3 separate regions of the Gossypium hirsutum genome follow, and regions 1 and 3 are each linked to region 2. A link is a contact called in public Hi-C data. All regions are on one chromosome and are shown on one strand. Each heading gives the region's core, a stretch centred on a gene start, on an enhancer-like site or on the middle of the called end of the contact. The rest is flanking DNA. Distances are from core to core; before and after follow the strand shown.

Region 1 (3,254 bases), core at 533-3,032, 130 kb before region 2:
CATGGAAATAATTCGCAATATTCTATTTTCATTTCATTAATAAATATCTTTCATCAATTAATTAGGAAAACAAATCTTAATATTGAGAAAGAAAATCGATTTTGGACCCAATAGAGTAATTAGATTGAAAGTAAAATTATTACTTTTAATTCTTTTAGGGACAAAATGTAATTACGTTGTAATTTTCTATATTATGTTTGATAGTATAAATTGTAATTATGTAACTATATAGTTTTAAATTAAAAAAGAATACTAATTATTATAAAAATTATCGATACTATTTTGAGAAAAAAATTCAAACAAGTAAAAAAATTTAAATATCAAATCATATGAAATATAATAGTTGAAGAAAGTATTTGACAAGACAATTGTTAAAAAAATTAATAAGAAAAATGAACATGTTATGTAATTTTATTTAATTACTCTAACATTCTATATTTGTCGGATTGTTTTCTTTTTAACATTAAACATATTCTCCTTACTATCGAATTGAAGTATAAATAGTTAATAACAAACACTATGCGATTTAGTTAAATTAGTGTAATTAATTTATAATAAATATTATTTAATTATTTTGAAGATCAAAATACATGAAAATTTATTTTTTAATAAAAAATTAAATTAGTAAAAGAACATATAATTATTCCTTAAAAATTAAAATATATATTCTAAAACTAAAATATCATTATTATATAAAAGAAACTTTTTTAAACTTAAATAATATATTGGTATATTTGGAAAGCAGTATGATAATTAAATTTGAGTGTAATTGCATTAATTTAATGATATTCACTTTACAAATAAGGGCAAACTACCTATTTAGTCATCTAAGTTTACCAGTGTTCCGATTTTGGCCACCCATTTAAATATTTGATTATTTTAGTCACTCCAGTTAGATAAATTGTCAATTTTAGTCACTTCTATTAAATAAGTTGTAAATTTTAGTTATTTTACGGTTAAATGACTTTAGTCACTAGATAGAATGTTGATGTGATAATCTTTTAACTGGTATAATAACAAATTTAGCCCTTAACACTTTGAATATTTTGTCAATATAGTCTTAATTCTAAAAAAATTAATAAATTTAACTCTCAATATTCACACATTTTTTTCAATTTAGTCCAAATTCTAAAAATTCAAAATAAATAATTGAAAAGATATATTATTTATTATAAAAAGACATAAAAATAATATATATATATTTCTTAACTTTAAAATTTGAAATGTATATTTAATTGAATAACAATGATTTTTTTTTTAAAAAAAATTCTTATGTTTTCAGATAACAAATAAAACATCCTTTCTTTTGTTTAAACCCAAAACTTTCAATTACCTTAAACTCATTTCTAAGTTTTTAAAATTATAATGTTTTTGAATTTTAGAATTTGGACTAATTTGATAAAATGTACAAAGTGTTAAGGGATAAATTTATTATTATACCGATAAAAAGATTACCACATCAACATTTTGTTAGTGACCAAAGGCAAAGCATTTAATAGTAGAATAATTAAAATAAAAAATTTTAAATTGAATAACCAAAATAAGAACACTAATAAACTCGAGTGACTAAAAAAATAGTTTAACCTAAAGAATAATTACATTATTAGGTGATTTTTTAATAAAAGTTAAAAGTTTTTAGGCAAGTTAGCCCAACCTCTGAGAAGACCCAAACATTAAACAAGACAAGGACAGCATCAAGCTGCCTGCTTATGGTTGACCCTTTGAACCCCACGCGCTCATATTGGGAAGTAGGACCAATAATCCAGCTTTTCTTTTTGGCATCCTTTAACCTTGCACTTTGGAACCTATTGCTCATGTTCTGCCACTCTCATGGCTCTTTTTTTATTGTTCCCACCAGAAGCTAGAAGAAAAGGAAAAGAAAACCCAAATACCAATAGTGTTTTTTGACATTGGTTTATTTTGATAAATACTTAGATTAGATACCTTTCTCCCATTGTAAGGCTTTTTTCTTTCTAAAACTACAGCCTTTGGTAAGTTTCAAACACTCAAACTTTGGTAAATTTCTTCCCTTTATTGATAATGTAATGTTTTTTATGTTAGTGCAAAGGAAATGTTTTGCTTTGAACTTTTTTTGTTAGGCTGAAATTTTTTGGGTTTGGGGTTTTGAAGTTATGGTCTTTGAGTGCAGATATATGATCTGTGGGATGTTAGAAAGCAAAGAAAATAGTTGGGTTTTGGAACATGACCATTTGAAGATGTCTTGGTTTCACCATTATCATCAAATCAAGCAAAAAGATGGCTACTTTCAATACCCATCTCCTCTTCTTCCACCCCCTTATGCTCCTACTAGTTTTCATAAAGATTCAAGTCCTTCACCACCATCATCATCATCTGGTTCTAGAATCAGTCCAGCACTTCTTTTCATTATAGTAATCTTGGCTGTCTTGTTTTTCATCTCTGGTCTTTTACATCTACTTGTTAGATTCCTTACAAAACATCCACCTTCATCCACATCTTCACAATCTAATAGATACCCTGAAATCTCCACTTCTGATGCTCTCCAAAGACAGCTTCAACAACTGTTTCACCTCCATGATTCTGGGTTAGATCAAGCTTTCATTGATGCTTTACCTGTTTTCCACTACAAAGAAATTGTTGGTTTGAAAGAGCCTTTTGATTGTGCTGTTTGTTTGTGTGAATTTTCAGAGAAAGATAAGCTTAGATTGCTTCCTATGTGCAGCCATGCTTTCCATATCAATTGTATTGACACTTGGCTTTTGTCAAACTCAACATGCCCTCTCTGTAGGGGCACACTTTTCACTCCTGGGTTTTCAATGGAGAACCCAATGTTTGAATTTGATGAGATAAGGGAAGATGAAGGACTCCATGGTCAAAAAACAATGGAAATAGAAGAAATTGTAGTTGACAAAGGGGTGTTGCCTGTGAGACTAGGCAAATTCAAGAGGCTAGATGGTCAACCAAGGGAATCATTAGGTGAAACAAGTAGCAGCAATTTAGATGCAAGAAGGTGTTTTTCAATGGGTTCATATCAGTATGTGCTTGGTGCTTCAGATCTTAGGGTCACCCTCTCTTATGATAAACGCCATGGATGTGGATTTAAGCCATCAGTTGAAGGAAAAAAGATTAGCAGTGCAAGTAAAGGAGAGAGCTTTTCAGTTTCTAAGATATGGCTTTGGTCTAAGAAAGGAAAATTGTCAACTTCTTCTTCAGATGAACAAATGGGTATGCCTTCTTCTCTTAATACAGAACTACCACCATGGTTGGTTAAAACA
Region 2 (3,186 bases), core at 273-2,772:
AAAGCTAAAAAGAATGTTACTGAAGCTGATAATTTTGGGGTAAAATGAATTACAATAATGGTTGATTTATAAAAAAAAAAGAAAAAAGAAAGAGTTTAATTATTGAAGTTGGAAAATATCAAGACTTAAATTTCCTTTAGAATTTTAAAAATTGAAATAAAATATTCATAAAATTAGATGATTTGACTGTAATATTATCAAAATTTTGAGGATGTTGTTTAAAAACTACTTTGGATTAATTCAATGTGAAATGTGTTTAGTATTTTGTACTTTATATAATAAAACTAGAAGGAATGATTTAATGAAGAAACAATTTCAAAATAAATTAAAAAAAATACAACACTTTGAACTAAGCAGTGCTGTTCTGATAAAATCGACATATTATGGTGGGCAAATTCAGTGTAGAACATCTCAACTGAGACATCCAAAATTCTTATGGATGACACACCCTTTTTATTTTTAGCTTAAGATGTAGTCAAATTGTTGTATTTTTCGAAAATTACAATTTTTTTTGATGAGCAACTTAAATAAATAATTCAAGTTGAATTGAATTTTACAACTCGAATAATAGATCGATGTGAACACCTCTTTGGTTCCTTTTAATTTTGAAAATGAACAAACTAGTCTTTCTCTCAACAAAAATTACAAAAAAAAATATTTTTTTTAAATTTTAAAATATTTACATAAATTTTAAAAAATTTAAAGAATATATAAAGAAAGGAAAAATTTTAAATTTTTTTTAAAAAATAAGTTAATTAATTATCCAAGTTTATCGTTCCAAAGTATGTTTTGAAAAAGTTTTCAAATATATATGGTTTCAAATTTATGTACTAATGTGAAATTAATTATACTGTAACAAGATTTTAATTTGACCTGTTTAATTTTTTAATTTAAACAATTTCACTCGATTTGATATTGACTTGAATTTCATTTTACTCAACTTGATTCGAAAAAAATTCAAATCGAATTAAGATGATAAAATAAGACTCGTTAACTTGAAATTTTTTCACTTGATTCGATCGAATACTCATCCCTAGAAACTAAGGTGTCCACTGTCGATATTAATGACTGATTTTCTTGCCGCAGGTGCTCTCCAAAGAGATAAACGACTAACCATGAAATGTGTTTCATTCCAATGGGTGGGGATTGAACCCCATATCTTATGGTTAAGGGATAAGATGAGCAACCAAATTAGAATTTAGTCTCTCTAATTTTCAAATTTCAAATTTCAAAATTCAAGTCTAATCGCTAACAAATTTTTTTTTAATTTGTTTCTGTGACATTTTGAAATTAAAAGACTATTCACTTAGTAGTCATATAACTAAAAAAGATATTATAATTAACCTGAATTTTTAAAAAAGAAAGAAAATAATCGTATTAATAGTTGGACTTGAATTTTGAAATCTGAAAAGTAAAGTGACTAAATTCCTAGAAATACAAATATAGGAGCTAAATTCCTAGTTTTTGAAAAGTATAGGGACTATACGCATATTTTTAACCATATTATTAATTGCAGAAGATATAACTGTTTCTGGTAAGAAGTTGTATTTCCCAACAATCTTATCTCTTTCTCCATCTCAACTAAAATCCCCTTTTCTTTTCCCCGTGAAATCTTTGATTTATGGTATAAGTGCTAACATGGTTGCTATTATCTCTTGTAACTCTTACTATCCTTTAGCTGCCTCTAAATGGATTAACCCAACACTCCCCACTAAAGCTTCAACCTTTCTAACAACTCCCAAATATAATTCCCACAAGCATGTTCAGTGTCAGCTTCAGAATGGGCAGGTTGGGGTTTTTCTCTTGAGTTATAATGGTACCTTTTGATCATTAGTGAAAAGCTAGCATGTTTTTTCTTCTATATGAATTTGATCAAATAATCTGAGTGATGAATGTCAATATAAAGTAGAATACTGAAGTTAATTTCTTTCCTTTTTTCCGAGTAAAGATTGGTTTTTTATGCAATTGACCTGAAATAGTTTGTTTGTTTTTCTTTTTTAGCAGAAATGGGTGGTAAAGTTTAGTTTTTATGCAATTGATGTAATAAAATATTGGGTTTTTTTTTAGCAGAAAGGGAGGCCATTTTCCCTGAAGGAATGTGCAATCTCCATTATTTTGGCAGCTGAGTTAATAACTGGAATCCCATCACTTGATGCATATGCAGCTAATCCTCCATTGCCAGATTTATCTGTTTTAATCTCTGGGCCTCCAATAAAAGACCCTGGAGCTTTGTTGAGATATGCATTGCCAATTAACAATAAAGCTGTTAGAGAAGTGCAAAAACCACTTGAAGATATATCCGAGTCTCTCAAGATTGCCGGTGTCAAGGCACTCGATTCCGTCGAGAGAGTAAGTCTCCCTTGCTTTTATTCCAACTCCAAGTTCAATATTTCTATATGCTTTTGGTGATAGTTCATAAAATCTTAGAATGTGAGGCAAGCATCTCGAGCTCTTAAGCAAGGGAAAACGTTAATTATCTCGGGATTAGCCGAAGCAAAGAAGGACCGTGGAGCAGAATTGCTTGACAAGCTGGAAGTCGGGATGGAGGAACTACAACGGACCGTGGAGGATCGGAATAGAGATGCGGTGGCACCTAAACAGAAGGAGCTGCTTCAATATATTGGAGAGTGAGTATCCCAAATCTTTAAAAAAATCTTTTGCTGCTCAGATCATCCATCCACTAAGAAAGACTCTTGATTCAAAAACTATATAAAGTTTTAAATTCCATCGGTTTTCTGAAACCAACCCGAAAATGATCCATGTAGTGGTAAGTTTTCTAAGCTGCAGATACGTGAAATGCCTTGATTCATAATTCCTTAAAAAATGTATCATACACGAAGCTAGTCTTCTAACAAACTGTTTAGTTTGTTAATTGTAGATATCTGGTCATAATGCCTTAAAAACCGTGTCATACTTTCACCGAACCAGTTAGTAAGGACTTAAAAGTTATGCCTCTTACAAAATAAACTATTCTCATAGAGATACCTTGTCATTGACTGCAGCTGAGATCTTCCTCGGGAATTGGATTTCTGCAGTGTTGAAGAAGATATGGTAGATGGCTTCCCATATGAAGTACCGGAAGAATATAAGAATATGCCGCTTTTGAAGGGGAGAGCAGCTGTGGATATGAAGGTCAAAGTCAAAGACAACCCGAATCTAGAGGAGTGTGTGTTCCGTATTGTTCTC
Region 3 (3,497 bases), core at 476-2,975, 210 kb after region 2:
CGAAAGTGCACTTGAAAACTTTCAAGAAAACGATTATATTTTGGTACTTCATATTTTGATATTTGTTTTTATTTTTGGGGATTGTAGCTTGGGACTTACTTTTGAATATTGGTTTTTGGATTGTTTCGCATGATTTGTATTCTTAAACTATCACCTAAGACGATGTATGGAATTGATAAGTAAAACAAGATTTTTCATAAGAACGCCAAACTCAACTCAATGATTGTATTTTCAAATTCAATACTTCATTTTTTAAATTCAACACTATCTACTCATTAAATTGAGATTTTACAAGATATATTAACATATGTTTTCAAAGTGACAAATGTGTTTTGTTATTTTTTTCGCTGCGACATTTACTTGAAAAATTATGTTTTTTTGTAAACCATCAATACTTGAGTTTTTCTAAAGGTAAACAATTTTGACAATACTTGGCTTTTCTTAAAGCAAATCAAAATGGCATTTTAAAATGATAACGATTATTAAAAAGAAAATAGTTAAAAGATTTTTTGCGCCAGCAACATGACCAATGTGACCTTTGAGATTCGGCCATAATGTCTAGGCCAGGTTTAGGGGTTACAGTTTTAGTGAGTATTTGTTAAAAGAAGGTTATAAAAATAATCCAATTTGTCTATGTGTCTTTATAAAAAGGTTTGGATCATATTTTGTGATAATTGTATTTATGTTGATGATATAAATATTATTAGAACTCCTGAAGAGTCTCCAAATGCAGTAAATTGTTTAAAGAAAGAAATTGAGATGAAAGATCTTGAAAAAATAAAGTTTTTTCTTAGCCTACAGATCGAACATTTAAAAGTTGGAATTCATGTCCATCAGTCAACTTATACAAAAAATATTTTTAAAAAATTTTACATGGATAAAACGTACCCATTGAGTATCCTGATGGTTGTACAATCATTAGATGTTAATAAAGATCAATTTCGTCATTTGAGAATGATGAAGAATTTATTGGTCCTGAAGTACCATATCTAAGTGCCATAAGGGATAATTGTTTTAATTCCATGATTAGGGAAAAAATTGTATACATTCTTAATTAATATTTAAAGATAAATAAACGAGATAGATTGTGATTTCTTAATCCTGTTTATTGAGTTAAAAAACATCATCATCAATATAAAATTATGCAAAATTGTAGTATTGTTTTAACTTTAGTATGGAGCTAATATATTTCGGTATAAGTATACCAAACACTAATCTTCAAATTAAGTCGATGTGATCAATCAAATTACTACTTTAAGATATAATTTGTGTGGACTCAAATTGATTGACATTAAATTCAAAGTTCGATCTTCATGTTTAAAACTTATTCTCTTTTCTAATTTAATGATTGTAATATTATTATTTATTTGAATCCAATTCGATTCGAGCGGACTCAAATTTTGAAGTATTAATATAAGCGAATGATGTATAAATCAAGAAAATTATTGAAGCCATTTTTGAGGATGACACTAGGGTTGACCAAGGGAGGAATAACAGGTGATAGCAATAACCTATCTGATAAATTGGCCCGATAAAATCACGGAACCCGCCCCAACAACGATATTTTCACCTACTAAAGCGAGAACCCCCAAAATCTCATCTAAATCGGGTCGGGTCCCACTTAAATTGGCATAGTATTTGAACTTTTGCTTCTCCTCTCATAATAATAATAATAATAATAATAATAATATTTTTATCTCTTTATTTTTAGTCTGCGAAAAAAAACAAAAAGAGCTTAAAAAATTCAAAAAAGGAAAATATTTTTACTTATTTATTTTCTTTGCAAACTGTGAAACTTGGAAGATTCGATCCAAGGACCTGAAACTCGAAGATTTTTTTTAATTAAAATATTTTTTTTTATTTTTTTATTAAAGTTTATAATATTTGTCAACCAATAATTATCATCGCCAAATCGTCATCGTTAGAGACGTCTTTGAGAAGAAGAAGAAGAGGAAAGACGAGGAAGAAGAAAATATCTGAGAAAATTGAAATCGAGTCTTTAATCGACTTGAGGTGGTGGTGTTGGGTTTCGATTTGTTTAATGCAAATTTTATATTCTGTTTTCAGATTCAGCTCTGATTTGAATCTGCTGAAACCCTAGGTTTGTATCAAATCTGTGAATAAGTTTATCTTGCTCTTTTTTTTTCTTCATATGTTTTTATTGAAATTTTTTAGTTAGTTGTTTGAAATTGATGAATTTTGGCATGCTTTTAGTATTAGATTAGTTGTTTTGTAGAGGAAATGTGGAAGCTTTGGAGAGATTTTATGAATGCTATACTATTTTGATAGTTAACAGTTACAATTTAGGCTATCTGAACTGTTGTTCAAAAGCTGAATTTTCTGTTCAAAGAACTAGTTATTTGAATTGATTCTTAAAATTAATTGTTGCAAGGATGGGTGTTGAGTTTCCATGGTTTTTATTAGAAATTTTTCTTCTATATCATCTAATTGTTTTAATTTCTATAGGAAGGTAATTTTTGCTTATTGGTTTTAATGGCTTTGGAAAAAGGGTCCGTTTGTAAAGAAGAATTAATTCCATTTCTTCTTGGGGTTTTTACAGGTTAAAACTACCCTACTACCAACTGCCTTCCGTACACCCTTTTAACTTTTTGGTTAGTTTAAACGGAATTTTGGTTAGCTTTTGAGTGCATCTATTAGTTTCTTGCCATACAACATTTGCTATTCTTTAGGTTTCTATTTGCTATCTGGGGAAAACCACTTTTCTCATAGGCTTTGCTGATAGTTCAATGGCAAGAGTACTTGGTTTGATGTGCAAGGTCTTCTGTGCTGTTAACTAGGATTGGGTTTAACTGGATCTGCATGCAATGGAGCGGACTGGGTAAGCCTATTACCTTGATGAAGTCCATGAACTTGTAAACTGTTGTGTGCTAAAGAAGAGAATATGCTACCAAATTGGAAGAAGCTCCGCATTAGATTCACAGTCCAATCTTTAGTTGAAAGTTTGTTTTTGTTAATTGGAACATATAAGAGTAAAGAGGGTGGGTGGTAATGGTATGCTGTGAAAAGAAGCTATGGAGCAACCTTTTGAGAAACGTTTTCCAGTCAATGCAAAAGATTACAAGTTATATGAAGAAGTTGGAGAAGGTGTCAGTGCCACTGTGTACAGGGCTTTATGCATTCCACTTAATGAGATTGTTGCTATCAAGGTTCTTGATTTGGAGAAGTGCAATAACGATCTGGTAAGTACGGTATTTAATAATCTATCACTTGGGAAGCATGCTTACTTATGATTTCTCTTTCAAGTCCCTGCAGCTCTATAGCATAAAGAGTTGACATCATTTTAAGATTTTTGATCATGAATGATGCAGGATGGAATTCGTAGAGAGGTCCAGACTATGAGCTTGATTGATCACCCAAATTTATTACGGGCACATTGCTCATTTGCAACCGGTCACAACCTTTGGGTTGTGATGCCATATATGGCTGGAGGCTCTTGCTTGCATATAATGAAATCTGCTTTTCCTGAAGGTTTTGAA

What was found. A called contact is a pair of places that touch in the nucleus more often than the background predicts.
Region 1: a contact with region 2 is called in a Hi-C map of leaf, with 2.1 times the contacts expected there. The contact joins the promoter of LOC107892298 here to the promoter of LOC107892293 in region 2. A contact is called at or near these places in 12 of 34 Hi-C or Micro-C datasets (callus, hypocotyl, leaf and 1 more).
Region 3: a Hi-C map of leaf shows a contact between it and region 2, with 2.7 times the contacts expected there. The contact joins the promoter of LOC107892286 here to the promoter of LOC107892293 in region 2. A contact is called at or near these places in 2 of 34 Hi-C or Micro-C datasets (both in leaf).

What each region holds. Positions count from the first base shown.
Region 1 is chrD09:7,893,772-7,897,025 of Gossypium_hirsutum_v2.1, forward strand. LOC107892298 (RING-H2 finger protein ATL46) reads left to right here and starts at 1,783. Exons shown (of 3, transcript XM_041101656.1): 1 at 1,783-2,563; 2 at 2,768-3,204. The coding sequence starts at 2,133.
Region 2 is chrD09:8,023,482-8,026,667 of Gossypium_hirsutum_v2.1, forward strand. LOC107892293 (peptidyl-prolyl cis-trans isomerase, chloroplastic) reads left to right here and starts at 1,523. Exons shown (of 7, transcript XM_016817327.2): 1 at 1,523-1,788; 2 at 2,071-2,349; 3 at 2,428-2,627; 4 at 3,036-3,186. The coding sequence starts at 1,639.
Region 3 is chrD09:8,231,551-8,235,047 of Gossypium_hirsutum_v2.1, forward strand. It overlaps LOC107892286 (serine/threonine-protein kinase BLUS1), which reads left to right and starts at 1,726. Exons shown (of 21, transcript XM_041101665.1): 1 at 1,726-2,101; 2 at 2,561-3,200; 3 at 3,330-3,497. The coding sequence starts at 3,033.